Regions from separate parts of the Mus musculus genome. Here regions 1, 3 and 4 are each linked to region 2. The links are chromatin contacts, called in public HiChIP or PLAC-seq maps. All regions are on one chromosome and are shown on one strand. Each heading gives the region's core, a stretch centred on a gene start, on an enhancer-like site or on the middle of the called end of the contact. The rest is flanking DNA. Distances are from core to core; before and after follow the strand shown. Region 1 holds the start of Il2rb (interleukin 2 receptor, beta chain). Region 2 holds the start of Rac2 (Rac family small GTPase 2). Region 3 holds the start of 1700041B01Rik (a long non-coding RNA gene). Region 4 overlaps Tmprss6 (transmembrane serine protease 6).

Evidence for each region. HiChIP or PLAC-seq counts read pairs in DNA pulled down with a chosen protein or histone mark.
Region 1: an H3K27ac HiChIP or PLAC-seq map of CD8 T cells shows a contact between it and region 2, with 14 times the contacts expected there. The contact joins the promoter of Il2rb here to the promoter of Rac2 in region 2. A contact is called at or near these places in 4 of 39 promoter capture datasets (cranial neural crest, frontonasal cranial neural crest, maxillary cranial neural crest and 1 more), 1 of 15 datasets of contacts at CTCF or cohesin (CD8 T cells), 3 of 484 Hi-C or Micro-C datasets (the N1E-115 cell line, cortical neurons and trophoblast stem cells), 7 of 115 datasets of contacts at active chromatin or transcription factors (CD8 T cells, the SCID.adh cell line, large pre-B cells and 2 more) and 3 of 9 other capture datasets (adipose tissue, liver and pancreatic islet).
Region 3: a contact with region 2 is called in an H3K4me3 HiChIP or PLAC-seq map of the SCID.adh cell line, with 16 read pairs. The contact joins the promoter of 1700041B01Rik here to the promoter of Rac2 in region 2. A contact is called at or near these places in 1 of 115 datasets of contacts at active chromatin or transcription factors (the SCID.adh cell line) and 1 of 9 other capture datasets (liver).
Region 4: an H3K4me3 HiChIP or PLAC-seq map of pro-B cells shows a contact between it and region 2, with 4 times the contacts expected there. The contact joins the enhancer-like site here to the promoter of Rac2 in region 2. A contact is called at or near these places in 6 of 15 datasets of contacts at CTCF or cohesin (CD8 T cells, embryonic stem cells, hippocampal excitatory neurons and 2 more), 73 of 484 Hi-C or Micro-C datasets (the AtT-20 cell line, B cells, the Ba/F3 cell line and 44 more), 31 of 115 datasets of contacts at active chromatin or transcription factors (the 230-238 cell line, CD8 T cells, the HPC-7 cell line and 20 more) and 4 of 9 other capture datasets (adipose tissue, embryonic stem cells, liver and 1 more).

What each region holds. Positions count from the first base shown.
Region 1 is chr15:78,493,708-78,496,407 of GRCm38.p6, forward strand. It overlaps Il2rb (interleukin 2 receptor, beta chain), which reads right to left and starts at 1,359. Exons shown (of 10, transcript NM_008368.4): 1 at 1,241-1,359.
Region 2 is chr15:78,571,350-78,574,049 of GRCm38.p6, forward strand. Rac2 (Rac family small GTPase 2) reads right to left here and starts at 1,434. Exons shown (of 7, transcript NM_009008.3): 1 at 1,262-1,434. The coding sequence starts at 1,296.
Region 3 is chr15:78,669,374-78,672,073 of GRCm38.p6, forward strand. It overlaps 1700041B01Rik (a long non-coding RNA gene), which reads left to right and starts at 1,265. Exons shown (of 4, transcript XR_003951540.1): 1 at 1,265-1,555; 2 at 1,834-1,961. Elfn2 (leucine rich repeat and fibronectin type III, extracellular 2) reads right to left here. Exons shown (of 2, transcript NM_001358692.1): 2 at 1-2,700. The coding sequence ends at 2,501.
Region 4 is chr15:78,446,964-78,449,663 of GRCm38.p6, forward strand. All of the region lies in intron 10 of Tmprss6 (transmembrane serine protease 6), which reads right to left. Among named protein-coding and RNA genes, the nearest start is that of Kctd17, 20 kb to the left of the region's middle. Within about 2 kb of position 1,443, at least 228 of the 459 cell types and tissues checked have an H3K27ac peak or open chromatin away from gene starts, as enhancers often do. A contact at or near this core is called in B cells, the Ba/F3 cell line, the C2C12 cell line and 41 more, where this site is marked.

The DNA.
Region 1 (2,700 bases), core at 109-2,608, 78 kb before region 2:
CATATATGTCTCCGCTGAGGCCCTGAAAAGGTCTGTCATCCCACAGACCCAGGCTGCTCTAACTGGGTCACCTGATTTCCAGTACAGTGGTGATGCTGACGGAGGAGGAGGGTCAGCCATGAGTGACAGTCGTGTCACACTCCCTGCGTCAGACTGACCCACACATGTCACAGAGAGGTCTCACAGCACAAGAGCAGGTTCTGTGACTGACTGCTCCTTCCCTATGGGAAGATCAGGGCCTAAAGCAGCCTGTTTCCCAGGATAAAGGTTCCAGTGCTGGGGCAGTCCAAGGCCTCACAGGTCTGTGAGGTACAGGGTCGACTGAGGGAGGACGGACGGCAAGCAAGAGCTTGTCTGTCAGATCTGGTGGCCTTTGACCTCAGAGATCCTTTCTCTGGCCACCTCTCCAGAGACACACACATTCACAAAGACACACACACACACACACACACACACACACACACCACTGTTCACCTCTTGCTGTTCAGTTCAGCTGAGGAGTGTGTGAAAGAAAGGGGACCTTCAAAGGTAGTTCTGCCTTCCTCAGCCACCCACCTTGGCCCTGAAGTACTGTAAACACAGCTAACGGTGGGAAGCTCCTACCTCAGGCAGCCTCGGAGACGGAGCCCCATGCCTGGCGATGTCCTTAACCTCTCTAGCCACTCGGTAATGTCAGAGACAAATCTAAGCTAGAACTCTACCTCTGACCTCCAGCCTAGGGCCCTCAGAAACCTGTCAATCAACATAGCTGACTGGACAGCCAGGTCCCAGGGGGAGATTCCTTCTCTCTTTCTCACTAAGGAGAATTCTCCAGGCTGAGATGAACTCCACAGGCGTCAGCGTTGAATCCCACCTGTCCCATACACGCCATGCCACCTCCCAATACTGACGAGCTACAAATCTTTTCCTCCACCCTTCTGGGCTAAGACATCCCCACACAGGATCCAGGGAAGTCCCTCCTAGCGAAAATGGCACACAGCTTCCCACAGAGTAGACTGGGAAGAAGCCACTGTGCCCTGACATTGGAAGGGGTTTATTCTTAAAGGAGAAACCATGACAGCCAGGCTACCCCCTTCCCCAGGGAATCCTAAGACAAGGTTAATCATCAAAGCCCAGATACAAACTACAAAGGGAACCAAGTTAGAGATGAGCGCCCCCTCCCAGCTCCCTGTCCCTTGGGAGGACCAGCAAGAGGTAGTGGGGTGCCCAGGGCTCCCAGGGGACCACACAGGGGCATCACCTGGCTGCAACATGGAGTTGTGTCGAGATGTTCCCTGCAGTCCTGCTGGAGGTTGGGTCCACGGCCATCTCCTGCTCCGCAGCTTAGGTAGCAGACAACAGCTAGGCCAGCAACAGACTGAAACCCAAGGCGAGCCCACTTCCTGTATAGAGGATGAGGGGCAAGGCCCAATGGGAGGTGGAGAGATGGGGGGTGATGAGGTAGCCTGAAACTCCACACACACCTAGCACTGATAAGATCTCCTCCTACGCCCAGGGGCAGCCACTGAATGTGGTGGCACACACGCTCACACAGTTACTGTGGTACAGGGACCTAGCTATGCACAGAACCTGAGGGGGCAGGCCCTTCTTTGCCTACTCTTCCCCGCTACATCTCACACATGCCACCCTAACACCATCGACTTCTGCTCACGCATGAGCACACACGCGCATGCACACACACACACACACACACACACACACACACACACACACATACATATGCTCACACCCTAACACCAAAGCCACCCACAGACACATCATCCCTCTAGGACCTAGAGTCTAGGTGTCCTCTTTGCTGATCTCCATTTTAGCCATCCCCCAGCCCCCGCTACATGCTGCCCTTTACTTCAGTCTCTGAGATGCCCTTTATTTAGGCTAGCATTCAAAGGTGACTGACTGGTTTTAAGGCTTGATAAGCAGTTTGATGGCCAATGAGTGGCCCTCCTATCACTTTCTTCCTTTCCGAGTTGTAAGTTCTAATCCTTCCTCTCTCGGTGAGATAGGGTGGCAGGGTTCAGTTCACGGCTTTTATTTTTAACAATGAAGTCACGAATTTCTCCGTAAATGAATGGGTGTTTATTTACATATTGTATCACAGGACCAGGGACTCCCCGTTTCTATCTCCCCTTCATCTTGGTTTTAATGCCAGGCTTGGGGAAATATGACAAGCTTCTGCCCTCTTGTGAAAAGAAGGGAGTTGTAAGAATTCTGTTCTCTGGACATAACAGCCATTACCATCTTCATCGGGGCAGCTGTAACTGCCACAAGAGAGCCACACGATTGGACCTGCTGATGTTCATCCCCTCACAAGAAGGGAAGAGAAGTAACAGGAACCCCTCCCCTGAGGTCCAGCTTTAGCGATGTGTAACTGAACTCAGGGGTACTTACACACTAGAGAGGATAGGTTAGCCAAAGAAGAAGTGACTCCATCTATACAACTATGGGGATGCCATCATCCATGCTCAGCTGTGACTTCCCAGTAACATAGTTGCTTGGGGGGGTGGTCACCCAAACTGATGTAAGCAACCCCTTACTCCATAAATGTGCACAAGAAACTCACTAGCTCACCAAGCTAGACTTCAGTGGAGCTGTTTCTTGCTCTGTCGTTGGTGCCCTGTCTGGGATATGGAGGGACGTATGCACACACACAAAATCCCCAGGACTCTGGGGATGCTGGAGAGTGAAATCAAGAACCCTAAA
Region 2 (2,700 bases), core at 184-2,683:
AATCCTCTGCCTCCAAGGCAGGTTATGTAACTTTTCGGAGTTTTGGTCTTTCCCACCTGTAAAACGAACTCTGTGATGGTAAGTAGGGTTGGTGGAAGACAGATCATACAGAGAGCCACAGCCCGGTGACCACATACAAAAGAGAAATGGGATAAATGGAGATGACCACCATTTAAGCTATCTCCCTGCCAAGCTGGGAGGTCACCCAGGTCATTCAGCAGGAAGCTGAGAGGCCAGAGGGACAGCTCCGGGCCTTCCCCAGTACAATTCCGTTAAGTCACTTCCCACTCGAGGAGGTTGCTCTGCTGTCCCTGCCCCCTAAACCTCTGCCCTCAAGCCCCAGCCTGCCACCCAGGTAACTTTGAATGCATAGAATCATTGACTTCCGGCCCTCCGTGTCCGCCCCCTCCTCCCCCAGATCAGACACAAAGCAGAAGTGAGCAGAGCAGCTGCCACAGATAACGGCTGACACCCTAGCGCGGTGGCGGCTGCAGCAGCGACCAAGTCGGACCTAGTCAGCTGAGGAGGTAGATAGCCTATGCCACCAGCAGAGCCAAAGTGTGTGTGACCTTGGGACCTAAGCCAGGAAAGGTCTCCAGGCCTCAGCCCCTCCCCGTTTCGAACTGAAGATGGCTGTCTAGTACATGTGAGGATGGATCTAGCGGGACCCAAGATAGACTTGAGGACTGCACCCTAATGTGTCGGAATATATGGGAGACACATGAAGAAACTCAGGCCTTGGGTTATGAGAGCCTGTGGTCCCAAGATCTGACAATGACTATCAGACTTTAGCAGGGCTGCAGCCAGCCTGCCCTCTGGAGTCCTTAAGAGCAGAGGCTGGACTGAGAGTCAGAAAGCTTGGAGATTGCCAGAAGTCCCCTAGGCCCAGCAAGACAGCAACTAGAGCCTGGGCCAGCCTGGGAAACAAAGGTCCGAAGGGCAAGCTGCTGATTTCCCTCCTCGTACCTGTACCCTGAACTGATGCTGGCCCGGTAGGAGCCCTGTCCCAGCTCTCAGGGTACAGGCAAATAGCAGCACCCCACCCACAGTCCAGGCCCTCCACCCAAGTAGCTTCCGGAGTGGGGTAGGCTGAAGGACAGGGAGCAGTCCAGACCCACCCCAAATGTTCCTTGTAAGCCCTTACAAGGAAAGGAAGCGACTTTCCCCAGAACCTCCTGGGAGCCCTGAATCTGTGGGTGTACCAGGGAGGATCTCAGAGGCATCCTGGTAGGGGTGGGAGACAACTCAGCCAGGTACTTACCCATCACCCACCACCACACACTTGATGGCCTGCATTGCATCTGAGGCCCAGCAGCCAGGGATGACAGTTGGGGGCCAGGAGCGTTGCTGTGGACACCAGTGGTATGGAGTGGCTAGGAGGTACCCGGCAGTGAGGAGCAGCACCCCAGCTCAAGAGGCGGGAGGAAACGGAAGAGGAACTTACCCAAGCTGCTGCCCCACAGCCTTGAGGGGGTGGAGCATGCGGTCTGGAAGAGGACCTGGGGCCCCACAGGTGCTAGGTTGGGCCCAGGCCACCAAGGGCACTTGACTTAGGCTCCAAAGGGAACCCAGGCACCCTAGAGAATTGAAGATTCACTTCCTAAGCCAGGGCAGGGACAAAGTTGCTCTCGAAGAATCTGCATCCTCCAAGAAGTCAGTTGGCCTGACTCCCATGGGCAAACACTTGAGTGCCTACTGTGTATCAGGCATTGTGTTGGGAGCTGGTGACTCTAAAATGCAGGAAGCCAGGTTGTCCTGGAGTTCCTGCTCTGTAGAGAAGGCAAACCACACCACAGGTGCTGTGAGCAAGGCAGGAGACATGGGCCAAGGGAGAGCTACAGAGTGACCTCAGAGTCACCAGCAGGGAAAACTGGTGGCTATGACGTGTGATGTCAAACAAAGTTGGCCCGGGGGGGGGGGGTGCTGCCTAAGCAAGGGCCAGTGTGTAGAGAGAAGGCAAAGGAGGGGGAGGGAAAGAGAGAAGGGAAGAGGTAGAGGAGAGGGGAGAAAAGGAGGAAGGGGAGGAAGGGGGGAAATTGGGAGGGGAGGAAGTGGAGGAAAAGGGGGAGGAGGAGGAAGGAGAGGAGGGAGGATAGGGAAAAGGGAAGGAGTTGGAAGAGAAGGAAGAAGAGGAGTAGTGAGAGGAGGAGGAGGAGGAGGAGGAGTGAGAGGAGGAGGAGGAGGAGGAGGAGGAGGAGGAGGAGGAGGAGGAGGAGGAGGAGGAGGAGGAGGAAGAGTCAGGGACAGATGCAGTAGAGCAAGCTGGTAGAAGTTTGGCAAGTCCAAACCTTCTCACAGCATGGTGCAATCTAAGCTTTCAGGAAGCTGAGACAAAGGGATTGCTGGGAGCTTGAGTCCAGGATTCAGAGTGAGAGTTCCAAGGCAGCCAGAGCCATCGAGCGATACAGCAAGATCCTAGCTGGGAAACCACTCCAAACCGAAAATCCTACCTACAAACTGTCGTAGGCTTCTTGCCGTTTTGATGATATCAACTACACTCGCCTTGTGTTGGGCATTTGTGTTTATAAGTGTTTGGTTGGGTGTTTGTGTTTGCAGGTGTTTTGTTGGGCATTTGTGTTTTTAGTTGTTTATTGGACTTTTGGGTTTCCTATTACACAAGTTACTATTTGTGTATTTGTCCATTTCTCTACTGGAGTATTTTTTCCCCTCATATTTATTTGGAGAAGTTCGGTGTTTGAT
Region 3 (2,700 bases), core at 15-2,514, 98 kb after region 2:
CTGTCCCATGTGGCTGGCCGGGTGCCTCTTTGGAGGGCCCCAGCTTCGTTTCCAGATGGAAACAGCCCGGTGTGGATCCTTCCACAGCCCCTCCCACAGGAACATGGCCTTGAGAACACTCTTCTAAGGCTGCTTTTCCCCGGTGGAGAGGAGGAAGAACAAGCAGAAGTGGTTCAGGACAGAGATGGTTAACAGGGAAGGAGTGTCTGTAAAGATGGAGGAAGGCAGGCAAACACTTGTGGGCCCAATGCCCAGAAAGATGGGAGGAGGGTCTGGGGCAGGGCTAGGTTGGCGGCACCTGTTTTGGTCTTCTGCAGAGCTGGCCCTCCCTGGGTTTCAAGAGCTGCTTGGATCACATGGAGGGAATGGGGGTGGGGAGGGGAGTCTGGACAAACTGGCACATACACGACAGATGTTTGCTCAGAAAAAATACAGTAAAATCGTCATGCAAAGATAACAGGGGTCTGCTTGCTCACGCCCCTAGCCTCTCGGCCTGCCTGCTATTCTCAGGGTGGTCAGTGGGTATAGGGTAGGGTGAGGGGTGGGGTTTGTGGCTAAGGGAGCTCTGTTCTCCACATCCAGGCTGGCCAGTCCCCTCCTCTCCCCAGAACAGTCTTTTTTTTTCTTTATTTTTTATTTTTATTTTTTGCAAATGTCACCCCTGAGTGAGCCCTGGGCTCAGCCCACCCCGAAGTCGATGTGATAGAGGTGTTCAGTCAAGTCTCCCCACCCCCGGTCCTTCCCCATACCCTACCCCCAAGGATAGCCCTAGCTTTCCTGGTCAGAGCCCTCACCGGTCAAGTGAGATGCCTCTCGCCCACCATCCTCCTCACTCAAGAGTCACAAATCTCTTATCTCATGTAAGCCAAAAAGAGCAGCAGGAATGAAGGAGTCTCAGGAAGTTGGGGTTGAGCTGAGAAGGCTCCTCCCTATCTCAATGGGAAGCTAAGGGGCACACAGGCAGGGGGCAGAACTGCCCAGTACAGCTGTCCCAATGCCCCACAGGCCCACTGCCCACTCAAAGGCAAAGGACAATGCCTTAGCCTAGTCTCGGGACTCCAGAGCTTGTCCCCAGAAGCTCTTGGCTCTCGAGAGAGCTGCCACCTGGCCAGGCTTCCTTTACCCCCCTCTGCTGCCACCCACACTGAGAGAACTCAGTGAGAGAGCCCAACGGTTGGTCAGTTAGTCGCTCTGGGCACCAACTGCCAGGCTCTGGGTTGCCATGGCAACGGACTAGCTAGGGAAGGGGAGGGGCCAGGAACCTGGCCCTGCACCCTGACCAGGGCAGTAGGAGGCACCTCACTGTTTGTGCTTTGATTGGTGTTGGGAGTGGGTCATAAAGAGGATGGTGGCCATTTCCATGGAAATATGGGAGTCCCTCTAAGCCAGGGGATAAGACAGGGTGGGGTGGGGCAGATGCCCTCCTGGGCAGGCCGAGATGCTGCACACAGCAGGAGCCAGACAAGTGGGGTGCAGGGTGCAGGGAGAGATCCCCACATTCTACATCATCTCCACACTGGCCCCAGGCCTTGTCATTCACTGTTGCCTCTCTGTGGTGGGTAGGAGTCCCGGAGACCCAGAGAAACTAGGGGCTGTGGCATGGGGGCCTACACCTGAGATACCAGTGGGGAGCAGGTCTACCCACCACCCCACACCCAGGCAGCTCCCCAGGGCTACTTGGAAGACACTTGAAGGGGGCTGGTGGCACCCTTTGCCTCTGCTTCTGTCTGGTTAGCAGGACATTGCTTACTCTTGGCCTCCCAGGGCTAGGGACCATAGCCTTTCACCTTGTAGATGCCCATGGACTTTCTAAAGAGCACCTGCCTGCTTCAGTCCCTAGACCCCTGAGACCACAACTTTGGAAGGAGTAGCAGATGAATGGGGGCGGAGCCCAGAGGAGCAGCTGGAGGCGGGGCCAGCACTGGGCCAGGAAGCTGGGAGACAGAGCTGTAACCTGTTGGGTGAGAGACCCCTAGGGCTTCTTTTCCTCTCTCTGGGCCATCCGTAGTGGGAGGAGAGGATGCCCAATGTCCACATGTTGCCACGTCTCCAAGGGAAATGTTCCCAAGCTTGGAGGATAGCCTCTCTGAACAAGAGGCCTGTGGTTGACCTCTACCCAAATCTCTTTTGCCACCAAAACCCGCCTGAGTCTCAGGCCCCCCACACCCTCTCTGGCCTCTTTCCCCAGCCCAGCAAGAAGTCCCTTGGGCAGCACAGTAGAGACAACTGGTGTCAGTAGCAGGTTGTAAACTTTAAGGAAAATGTTTGTTTTCCTGTCCGCTATTATTGGGTGTTGGTTACTTCACAGTCAGGTGGTGGTCAAGTGTGTGTGTGTGGGTGCGTGTGTGCGTGTGTGCGTGTGCGTCCACTCCTAGGCCCGGGCCCCTCGGCCCCAGGCTCCTTGGCCTGTCTCCCGTCTCCCGGCCACCCTGTTGGGGGGCCCTTCCCCCAAGTCCCCTTGCCCTCCTCCCCATCACCTCACCGGTGGGGGAGGAGAGGGTCACAGCTTCTGCTGGGCTGAGACCCCCTTCCAGTAATCAAGGATGTCATGCAGGTCCTCATCCTTCGCGAACTGGACCTTCTTACGCAGGGCGTGGCCGGCAGCCATGTATACCTCCTCGCGATGGTGTTTCTTGTAGGGCCGGAAGCGCTCCCAGATCTTATGTGTGCTCTCAGACGAGTACTCGGGGCTGGAGGAGT
Region 4 (2,700 bases), core at 193-2,692, 120 kb before region 2:
GGGTGGCTGCTTAGCCCCAGAGACATCTTCTAGAAAGGAGTTTGTTTCTGTCACTCTCCTGCTCAAAAACCTGCAGTGGCGCCCCATTGACTGTGGGATAAAATTCCATCCAGATTCTTGCCCCAGTCACCCATAGGCTCTGAGAATCTGGCTAGTCAAGGGCCTCCTCTGAGGAGTCTCACTCTTCCTCTTTGTTCCACAAGGAAAACAATCATTTCTGCCAGCCTTCCATCTACAAAAAGGTTCCGTGTGTCTGCAGAGGCAGAGGACCTCAGCTGGCCAACTGTCTGTAGACTCACCCCACACAAAACACAGTTGGCCCGCTGAGCAACCTGGCAGGCTCACTCAGCCCGTGGACAGAGATGATTGAGAAACTGCAAAGTGGAGCAAGAATCCTGCCCGCTTCAGTTCAGGGCAGGAGAAGCTCTGGAAACGTAGTTTCCCAAGCCCCTGACCCTCACCTTCACGTTCCTGGCTAGGCTCTGGCATCTGTAATCTACTTGCATGAGTAGCTCTCAAAGTGCAGTCCAGAGACTAAAAGTCGCCTCTGTAGTGACCCTCTAATCCTGTTTGACCCTCCTTCCCTCCTTCTAACAACACAACAGAATTTCCAAGATAGGTGACTGGAACCCTGTAACTGAGGGCAGATGAGTGTGTGAGGGTGCCAGCCCTGCTCTATTAAGCCAGTTATTAAAGAATCTGCAAATAATTTGAAGGGTCGATATTTGTGTTACTAGATGTTGGCGTGCCCCATATTTTCAAGGCAAATTAAGAGGTCCTGAAAAGGAATTGTTTTTCAAGCACCCAGAGTTCCAACAGCCCAGCTGCTCGTCAAAGAAAAGATCGCCACCAGGGGGCGCGCGGGGCAAGCCTGGGTCTTGTCGTCACCCTTTCCCCGCCTCCCGCCCTTTTTCAAGCCAAGGAAATGTGGGTTCCTGGTGGATAAAAAAGATGGATTCCTGGATTGTTATCCTCAGAGGACAGGCCCAGAAAGTGGGCAGGGCATCTGGAAAATGTGATTTAAAAAAAAAAGAAGAAGTTATTTACTTTAAAGAATGCATTTTAAAGAAATCGCAGTACTTTCCCTTTATGCATGGGAGGCATTCCTAGACTCCCGTGGACACCAGAAATCCCACGCAGTGGCGAACACTACCTGTGCTATGCTCTGCCTGTACACATCTCTCTTTGTAAATCGGGCTCTAAAGAGAGCGGTAGCTAATGAAACAGATTCACTTCTGGAATTTTCCACTTAAGTATTTTCCGATCACAGATTACCGTGAGAAACTGAGAGGGAACTGATGAAATATACATTTCTGAACTAATCAGATTTAACTCCTGACACAGGCACTTAACCCGCAAGAGCAAGGGTTAGTCTGACAAGGAAAGTTAAAAGCCCGGAGACGGGAGGGAGAGCCAGAGCCTAGCCGCCCTTGACAAATGAGATCACCACTAGGGGGAGCCCTGGAGCAAGCCAGTCCCTTTCAAGCTAAGAGGAACCCGATTGTTCCTTGAGGACGTTGTTATAAATATATAAATTTGTGTTATGGTTATGATAATCTTATACCTATCATGCATTGCTATCCCAGGGAAGGGTCCCAAGAAGCAGGCAGGGAAGCTGGGAGCATCCCAGAACAAATGTAAGATTCAGGCATTCGGAGCCCTGTTCCCAGGTGCGGCCCTCTGAGTTTCTGGCCCCTCTGGTCCTCCCGTCCACCTAGCCCTCTCACCTCAGCAGCTAAGTGCTGGAGTCAGAAGGAACCGGGGCACCATATGGATTGCCTTGCTACCCCACCCCACCCCACCCTGTGAGTTTAGCAGGGGGATCTTTCTCCTAGGCCTGTCAATCCGGCATATCAGCATCTTCCCACAGAGGAGCTGGAGAGATGCTGGGTGGATAGGCAGAAGCATGGATAAGAGAAAGGAGTGGGAGGGGTCAGGCCTCACTGTGAACATGGCTCTTTCTATGGACAAGCTGAAGGACAGAGGGCAGAAAGACAGCACTGAGGGAGGGACAGTGGCCTGCTCTGTGGTGGACAGGACATTTTGCAGAGCCGGGCTCCATATAACTTTGCCACCAGACGAGTTAGTTCTGTGACCTCGGCAAACTTCAGGCCTCCGTAAGTGTGGTGGCCGAACTATAGTCAGGAGAAAGCCATCCCCTGACCCCACCTCCTTGCAGATATTTCAGAGAACCTGGAAGAATGGTTTGGGGGACCTGATACAGAGTGGCTGCAAGTGGCACTAGTCACAGGGCCTTGGGGAAGCAGAAAGACCACTTAGAGTCAGGCTTACAGGGGCCTCTGGAGCCTGTCGTTCTGCCTTATCTCATGGCTGGAAGTTAGCAGAAAGGGTCAGGCAGGTCACAGGAGAGTGACATCACATGAGAGGAAATGAGGGCAGGTTCCTGGAAGGGGGGAAGCCAGTGCTGCGGTATCGCCCAGTGAGGAGGTTCTGTGAAACCCAGCATCCAGCAGCTAGATCTTACAAGGACAAGACCCGCGTCCCCACCCCCACCACCTGCAGGCCACTGAAGGGCAAGCGGACCCTGTGGGGACAGCAGAACAACAGAACAGCAGGATGGCAGGCAGAACCAGGAGAAAACAAAATGGACAGACAAGATAGGGACCAAGGGTGCCCAGCTAGTAGAAGAGTCCCTTGTCTCTAGACTGGCACTGGGGACAGGGGTTCAGCCATCTTTTC